Regions from separate parts of the Tachysurus vachellii genome. Here region 2 is linked to region 1. The links are chromatin contacts, called in public Hi-C maps. All regions are on one chromosome and are shown on one strand. Each heading gives the region's core, a stretch centred on a gene start, on an enhancer-like site or on the middle of the called end of the contact. The rest is flanking DNA. Distances are from core to core; before and after follow the strand shown. Region 1 holds the start of grin2ca (glutamate receptor, ionotropic, N-methyl D-aspartate 2Ca). Region 2 holds the start of tmem104 (transmembrane protein 104).

Region 1 (4,655 bases), core at 610-3,109:
CATCTGTAAGTATACACTGAGCAAAGAGGTATGTTCTTCAATGTGTGTGTGTGTGTGTGTGTGTGTGTGTGTGTGTGTGTGTGTGTGTGTGTGTGTGTGTGTGTGAACCCTGGTGAGTGGTGCACCATTATTTGCCATGTAGAGCCAGCATACCCTGGGCTCAATGCATCTGTTCCATCCACACACACTGGGATGGTCAAGCCTCTACTTTTAACTCTTTGCTGACGCTCAGCACACTCAAGAAGGCTGTAGTCTTCATTTAGACCGCTTTACTGTCACATTCACTCCACACACTCCCTTCCACAACCAGTTTATCAGATTGCTTTCCACCTGAACACCTTACTGATTTAGTGTGTACTTTACAATATCATCTATAACGAAGAGCGCGGCCTTATGCTTTAACCGTTAATAGTGTTGCAGTGCTGCTGAGCCATACAATATGAAGAAAACCGTATACAATTTTCTGACTTGATGCTTTTGTGAGCTGTACTTGCCACTTTACTGCTCCATCACACTTTGTAAAGCATTCACAGGGCTTGGGATATCAGAAAATATATACTTTATGAAGATAAATGAGTGCAAAATCACTTACATCAAATACATTCTGATTTTGAGTGAATAATAAGCAAGGAAGTGAGACTTTATGGTAGGTGAGTAAGTATGAAAAGGTTTTGGTTTTTTTCATCAGCCTCATGGAGAAATTTTCTTGAAACTTTTCCTGCTCTGTCATTCATATGACCTTGGCTCATTTCCATGCCTAGCAAAAATAAACCTTGAATTTTTAACCGTATAAAATATGGTGAGTTATAATTTAGTGAAAATCATGAGCCAAGGTCATACCAGATGCAACTTTTTAACTTTGATACGTTTGTTTTAGAAGATTTTGTCAAAATTCTGACCATTTTTCTGTCATTAATCTATCATATAAAGGATTAGCTCATTATTTGTATAAGGTTAGAGCGAGTGTTATAATTCCAATATCATGAGCCTCTTAGTTCAGTAGTGTGGTACAACATCCTTAAATTTCCAGAATGTTAGTAAAGCCATTTGTTCATATGTTTTTCTTGCTGTCTTCCTCAGCCAAGTGTTGTTCCTCCCCCTCATTCTATCAGTCTCTTTTTTTTCCCCTCTGCCTCATCCCCAGTCATATATCTTGTTCTTATTAAAAGCCAATAAAATGCTTTCACCCTTGGTGCACATCCCCCTTAGGTAAAGTCTGCTATAACATTCACAAAGGGCCACATCCTAAACGCATCGGGATACATTCCCGCCTGTCTAATAAGTGGACCAGCGGTAATTACTGCAGCTTGTCAGTGCTTCGATGTCTACGGCACTCGGCTCACTTTTAGTCTCATTACATCTCCTTTTACTTTATTGCAGCAGGTGTGCAAGGACAAACCGTCTCTTTTCGGCTACACAACACTACATAAATATAGATATTAAATCAGGCCATATTTTGTTACACCTTTGAGAGATAAAGACAAATAAAGGAAACCCTTTACAGTCCCAGCAAGTGTCCTACCTGTGGATGAACTCCCTCACCAAGCATAGCACCTGTTTAACAAATACAGCAGGACACTTTTCACGCACGTGTACACACACCTGAATGCATGGACCTTGTCACACACTGATTTCACACAACACAGAATACAGCATCTAAAAATATACATGACAGCTTTGCGCGCATTACAATCACTCACACACACCCTGGCATTAGTTAACTATTCACTTCACACACCCCAGCAGCATGAAAAGTGATCAGTTACCTGCAATGACAAACCGCATCCAGCCCAGGCTCCTGACAACACATTCCTCCTCTGTGACTCCAATGTCCCGTTTCTTTTTTTTCTTTTTTTCTCACTCTCACGCCTCACTCTGTCCCTCTGTACAGCTCACTCTCTGCTTCCCGCACTTGTTTGAGTCTATTTCAGAGTGGATGGAGCAGCGTGCTGTGTCGGTGGCATGGTTTCGAGCAGTTTGGCAGAAGGTCACATCATCTTGTTCTGTGAGGGGAGGGTGGGATGATGAGGGAGGGGAGGGATAGGAGGGAGGGGAGGGATAGAGGAACGGAGCAGAGGGAGAGCAAGGAAAAGGTAGAGTAAATGAATACGTATATAGAGAGATGTCTAGACGGTTGATTACTACAAGGAGTGAGCATGTATATTTATATCAGCTGTGATAAGGATCCTAATAATAAAATGCATGTCATGTGTTAATGTCAAAGGATGTTCTCACCTTCCATCTGGCTCCATGTGAAGTCCACAGAGGTGCAAGAACGGTCCAATATATAGAGAGAAAAAACTAAAATTCTTCAGAAGGAAAACGGAGCTCATGTGTAGTCCCTCAGGCACGCCCCAGAAAAGATCCCTGAAGTGTTTCTGGAAGATCCTGAACCTCGACTACCTGTTCTCCAGCCGAGGGTCCACTGTGTTCTTGTCATTAAGGACAAGCTGAAATTACTCCAGATGCAGACGAGGTATGGAGGCTGGCAGACAGATGGCACGGACCAGCGGGCAGGGCTGCAACCATTTGTGTTCTTGTTGCAGGTTGTAACTTCTAAGCTGTAGTGAGCTTTCCTCTTTCCTTCTTTCCTCTTTCCTTTTCTCCTCTTTTTTTGTCTCTCTACCTGGATAATTGTGTAGGTTAGAGGTCACTTGAGCATCTACTAAACTGCTGTTTGTTTGTCCTTGCAGTGGTGAGTGGTGTCTTGGCCCACGGATTACTGTGTCCGGTTGTAATCCCGCACCCTCGTCCGCTCGGTGTCAGAGCAAGGGCTTGTGAGCCGTAATCATTATGTCGTAAGGATTTATCCTGCATGTCCCCTCCACCCCACCCCACCCTACCTCACCCCATTCCATCCTGCTCTGTTTCTCTCTCACTTATCCTCCTCTCTCTTCTCCTACCGCGTCTCCCTCCCTCGCTAAGTCCCACACTGTGGTTCTTAAATTTCTCAAGCTCTCACACACTTTTTTGGTTATCTGTCATTCTATCAGGATATCTGCTTTCTCTCCTCCTTCATTCATTCACCCTTGAGAGATGCAAGTCATCAACAGGTCCAAGAGATGATGCTGTAAGATATGGATTAGTACTCTCTCTCTCTGTGTCTCTCTCTCGCTCTCTCTCTATCTCGCTCCCTCTCTCTTTCTCTCAAACACACACACATACTCAATGCTTAAATCATTATGATGAATGAATGTAAAAAAAAAAAAAAAAAACAGTGTGAATGATTGTGACATATCAATTAACATGACTAATTGAATTCAACAAGCTTCCCATACTTATCCCATACACACCGTAACTGATTCTCTTCATCCTTAGGATAGGATGCTTCTCACATGGCTAAATTTGAGCAGAGAGTAATACATGCAGCAAGTGAAAATGCTTACAGCTATTGATTACATGTCAGAGATTTGGGCTATGGAAAAAAACAGGCTGGAGTAATGACACAAAGCAAAAGAACAATTTACTTTTTTGGGAAGCGCTATAAATATCAAGCCTTTGGCAAACGTATATCATCCATGGCCAAGATTTTTCATGTGACAGGAGCTTAAAATCACAAGGTTGTTATTTAGATTCATCACCTAGATGTTGTTTAAGACAAGCACCAGATGGAGAAATGAGCTAGCATTTTATTGTCAGGGAAGTCTTGGTGCTTTTAATTGAGTTGTGTGTAAATCATATTTTGGCACAAATGAGAATCTGCAGTCATAAAAAAACATGTTATGTATCCTGTATTAACTTATGATGACTTATAACTTTGAATTTCTTTTACGCTCATAATTGCTGTCAGCCAGGCTGCTTTTCATGTTATTTCCGAGCTGGAAATACTTTTAGACCTTTTTTAGTTCTGCACAAAAAACCACACCTCCGAGAAGCATTTTAGAATAAACTGTTCTGAGGACTGTCACTGGGCAGGTTAATTGAACCCTTATCTGTTTTCTGTTCCCTTCTCTCATTTTTGTGAGCTGAATATTTGAATATTTGTGTGCTGGGTTTTGACTCCTCAGCTGTGAAAGTGGTATGATGTCAGTACAAACGGCTGGTGAGAACTCGTGACAGCCTTTCTGTTTAGCTTTATTACAGGTTTGACTTCTTTAAGGATGTGTTACTGATGTGCAGGCAAAGGAAGCTCTTGCTTTTAGTGTGATAGGTTACTATATTAAGCTGGGTGTTCTTATAAGTAGTACTGATGCTGTCTTCTATACCAGAAAAGATGCCAAAGGCAAAGGTTACTTTAACATTTTCACCACATCTCACCTCATCTTATCATATAGAAGAAAGACACTCTTTAATGTACACTTTAATGTAGTTTACTAATGAAATGCGTTAAGTGCTGATCTTATGTACAGTAACACAGAACTTTGCTCCGTCCTCCCATTACAGGGTAGATGTATTAAAAACCTGAGGGACCTGCAAATGATTTCAACCCTCTGCTTCCCACACACACACACACACACACACAGACACAGAGAGAAACACGCAAGCATGAACAATTGCTCACGAACCCGTTTTCTCTTCTTCACACAATGACACATGCTCACATAAATAGTCTTCACCTCACACATATTCTCACACTTGAAGATGGTACTTATGAAAAATATTTTTCAGCCATATTACTCTGAAAGCAGAAGGAAATGAAGTAGATCTACTGCTCC
Region 2 (4,655 bases), core at 1,523-4,022, 130 kb before region 1:
CAAATTTTGTTTGATAGGAATTCAGAGGAGGGGGATAACACCAAGTAATCAAGAATTTTCTGCACGTTGTTTTCTATCTATAAACCGATCTATTGTTAAGTAATTAATGTTGAAGTAATTTGAAGTTCATCCTAATGTGTGCAGGCCAGCCAAACCAATTCTAATCAGACAAAAATATCTGCTGTGATCTCCGTTACAACAAATACATTTTCTTAAACAATGCACAGCAAATTTCTTCTGCAATATGATTTTGTCCACATGTGCTTTTTTATTTTATTTATTTTTTTTGTTTTTTTGTTTATTTTATTTTGATTATATTTTGTGTTTTATAAGCACAAAGATTTATTTGGACTTTAAAAGTTTTTTTAATTATTTTCTTTTGTTTAAAGAATTTTGTTTGTTGTTTATCAACCAGTTCTAATGAGCATTATTTTTTTTATCAACAGTTTCCAACAAGCAATTAATATGGAAGGAGGGGAATGCATTTGAGCCTGTACTGTGTACTTAGGGAAAAAAAATCTGCTGACTGTAGTGGTTTTGTTTTTGTTTTTTTTCCTCTTCCACACCGTGGTGCAAACTCGTTTATCTCTCATCACCTTTCTGTTTTAATTCTGTGAAACCTGGAAATAAATTCTTTTCTACCAATGGGGTAACAAGTGTACTGTCTCATTTCAGTTGGTACAACAAATGTTTAACATGTGCATGTTGAAATTAGACTGTTGTGATGTCTGACTTGGAAATTTAGGTTTAGGATGTTTGAAATGTTTCACTATGAGAACATAATCCATTTGATGAAAGTGCATATGGACTTTTTCTGAAACCTAAAAAAAAAGTGCATTAAAGTCCTACAAAATTTAACACAACCCCTTTTTTTTATTATTTATTTATATTTTTTTTTAATTCTGCCACATTACATCTGTAATTTTTAACGTTCATATCCTATTTGTCTTGAGATCATTTATAATCAATAAATGATCATTAAAGTACTTAATTATGACCCAATTTGGGGGCAGCAGTGATTTGTGTGCTATTTGTTGAATTCATGTCCAATTTTGTTGTTTTTTCTTTAGAAAATTCTATAATGTACTTGCTTGGTGTTTTATTAGGAACACCTGCTCAACTGCAGTAAACTAAATCAGCCAATCATTTGGCAGTAATTCAGTCCATAATATAATGCAGATACAGGTCAAGCACTTCAGTCTTTGTTCACACCAACCATCAGAATAGGGTAAACCGGTCTTCTCTGTGATTTGAACTGTTGCATGTTTGTTGGTGCCAATGTGCTGGTTGAGTATTTAACTGCAGATCAAAAGGGAATTTCACACACACACACAACAGTGTCTAGTGTAGAATAATGCAGAAAAAAATAAAACAAAACCACACTTCAGTTGCACTCCTCTAAGCTAAGTAGAGAGAGTCCATCATGGACACACTCAGCAAAACCGAACAGAATATCAAGGAGAACAAAAGTTTTGTTTTGATGAACAGAGCTGTTTCACACGTGGCTTCAAAAAATTTCATATGTGTTGCTGTCTAATTCCTGTGAAGACTATCGCATGTGCAGTGTTGTATAAAGTATTAGAAAGCAATACTTGAGTAAAAGTACAAGTATCGTACTAGAAAAAGACTTGGTAGAAGTGAAAGTTACCTTTTAGAATATTACTCAAGTAAAAGTCTTAAAGTATCTGATATATACTGTACTTAAGTATCAAAAGCAATTTTACGATATTTAATGTACTTAAGTATTTGAAGTAAAAGTAAAAAGTAAAATTTCAGTGATTTTCGGTAGGCATAAGAGCAGGGGCAGTTCTAGGATTTCATCTTTAGGGGTTTTAGCCTTCAATGAGAATTTACAACAAGAGTTTTATATTATATATTATATGACTACATAGTAATCCAAAAGTTATGGTATTATTTAAAATGACAAAAGTGGACACCAAAATTTTATGCATGATGTAATGATGCCAGTGTTGAATCAGATCAGTTCATGTATGTGTGCATTCTCTACAAACAGTGTGTCCAATCCAGTGTGAATGCCAGTGTCAATCCAGTGTGTCATTAATATAAAAATATTCACAAGACAAATACCAAATCAATAAATGTTATTTTTATTTAGTATTGAATGGATTGTTTGCATTAATATTTTTTGTGCTATCAACTCTGGTAATAAGAATAGTGAAATTTCACTGCTTTTGGTTGCCGTATTTGCGGCTTTCAGCCGATTAACGTTATAGATAAACGCCTCCAGCTCTGACTGCGCGTGCACGCTGCGCGTGCCTGTGCTTCTCCGTAGAGCGTGCGGAGCGTAATGCAATCTAGGAGCAGTGATTCGCCAAAACCTCCCTTATTACAGTCGCACACATTTCTTCTGATTTTATTTTGTAGTAAAGAGTAACGATGATGCTTAGTGGAAATATAGCGGAGTAAAAGTATACATTTTATCTAGGAAATGTAGTGGAAGTAAAAGTGAAAGTTGACATAAATTTAAATAGTGAAGTAAAGTACAGATACGTGAAATTTCTACTTAAGTACAGTAACGCAGTATTTTTACTCCGTTACATTACAACACTGCGCATGTGATGCACGTGTTTAAGCGCGCTCTAGTAACACGTGGATGGGGGCGTGGTTTCCCTGGAATAGACCACGCCCATCAGGATAACTGACATGGCACTCAAACCATGAGAGCAAAATGTCCTACAGATACAGAGATACAGAGCCACTATTTTTTATTTATTTATTTTTCCATTTAATTTGCGACCCGTCTGTATTGGAAATTCTACTGTATTTTTTTTATGTTGTAACATAATTACATTTATTATCATAGCGTGTTAACTCACTCGGCCTGTGTTTAGATTGTTTGCGCATGCGCAGTCACGGACAGCCTGAACGCTCTAAGCTTCTACTTAAACGTCTCCTGAGAGCTGCGTGAAACATGGCCGACTCTATACAGCTCTTTTTATTACGTCTTCGTCTATCATGGGGTTGTAAGGTTGTTAATTGATAGTGTGGACCCATCTCACGAAGGCTACTCAATATATTTTAGATATATTATTGTACCTTGTTAGCTACAATGCTAACCCATGACTAGCCAGTTGCTTTTAACCGAATTGTACACACAGCAGTCAGGAAGCACCGGGTAAGTGTTTGTGTTAAATTAAAGTTAAATGCTAATTGTATATAATATATAATATATAATGCTAGTATATCAAATCAAACGAATTGGAAGTTAACTAGACGGTCTTCAACAGGACGGTTAAAACGGTTTAATTTGTTTCGAAAGTGTTTTTGTTTAACGTACAGCTTAATTTACTTGATCGGTGTGGACAATGTTTACAAATTTGCTAGTTTACTAACTAATATTAATCTTCCTGCAGGAATCCTGTGTGAAGTGTTTTGTACTGTTTGACAACATGGCTGGTGGTATTACAGAGACTGGAGAGCTGTACTCCCCTTTTGTGAGTGTTTAAAATGGTGAAAAAGTGATATTGTTCATTTAAAAAAAGGTTTTCTGTTGATTGATTGTGTTGCCTGTAGTGCGTCATTAAGGCAAAACATGGAAATGGTGAAAATAATAATAAAAATAATAATAATACATTTATCACTTCTTTTTGGTCTAATCGAGGAAATAAATAATGCACTTTTATACAAATAATTTTATAATGTTTATTATATCTAACAATACATCAGTAATCAACATTTTTATGGATTTCCTCTGTATTAATCCTTTCATTAGGGATAGTAAAGAAAATAAAGATTTTCAGGGAAATATCAAATGTAAAAATTCTAGCATCTGGTCAGCAATAAAAATGAACACAGGAGAAAATGTCTAGCAGGTTGTAATTATGGGTGTTCTTGTCACTCAATTATATATTTACGCTTCACTTGCATCCTGACGGTCAATGAGGCACTGAAATAAGTAAGAGCAACAATTTGAAGTTTAGGTAATCTCAAAGTATCTGAGAAGCATTTGTTTATTTTATTTTTTATTTTCCTTAAATTAAACTGGGTGGCACTGGGCGCATCCAAAATTGAATACTTGCGCACTATTCTACACCATTATGTAAATAGTGTTTAAATAGTGTATTCGTGCTGGAAAGTCTGACAAGAAGTAAAGCATGGAATATAAAGCTTTTATAAAGCTTTATAAAAAATAAAGCATGGAATGTTGGACACTTCATGCACACAACACTCACAGAAAATCTGAAAAATCTCTGACAGCGGTGTTCACTGGAAATGATGCCACAGTACATTTTTCATTCTGTGTCTTATTTCTGTTTTGAACCCAAGAAGTCTGCATCAGCACTAAATGATCAGTTTGCTTGACCAGTTTTTATCTGAAGCCAATGTCATTTAACAAAACATCGTATGTAAATGGTCTTTTAAGTTAACTTCAAATTTTGAAGAGGAAGCTGTCATTTGTCACATTTGCTTTAAAGTGAAGAATTTTTATTTGCATGGGGTCAGAGCACAAGGTCAGACATGATATAGAGACCCATGATATGGGAACAGAAAGGCTTTTCTGAAGCCAGGGAACACTAAATGTTTCCTGAAGTCATTTGTTTAGACTTACTTCATCACACTTTTAAAGCCTGAGTTCAGTTGGATCTCGTGCCTGTCTGAGCAAAAGTATCAGGTGAAGCATGTGATTTCAACCA

Evidence for each region. A called contact is a pair of places that touch in the nucleus more often than the background predicts.
Region 2: a Hi-C map of muscle shows a contact between it and region 1, with 2.4 times the contacts expected there. The contact joins the promoter of tmem104 here to the promoter of grin2ca in region 1. A contact is called at or near these places in 2 of 3 Hi-C or Micro-C datasets (blood and muscle).

Annotation. Positions count from the first base shown.
Region 1 is chr18:10,506,268-10,510,922 of HZAU_Pvac_v1, reverse strand. It overlaps grin2ca (glutamate receptor, ionotropic, N-methyl D-aspartate 2Ca), which reads right to left and starts at 1,859. Exons shown (of 13, transcript XM_060892386.1): 1 at 1,767-1,859.
Region 2 is chr18:10,640,958-10,645,612 of HZAU_Pvac_v1, reverse strand. tmem104 (transmembrane protein 104) reads left to right here and starts at 2,772. Exons shown (of 10, transcript XM_060892546.1): 1 at 2,772-3,136; 2 at 3,375-3,455. The coding sequence starts at 3,411. tnpo2a (transportin 2a) reads left to right here. Exons shown (of 25, transcript XM_060892047.1): 25 at 1-656.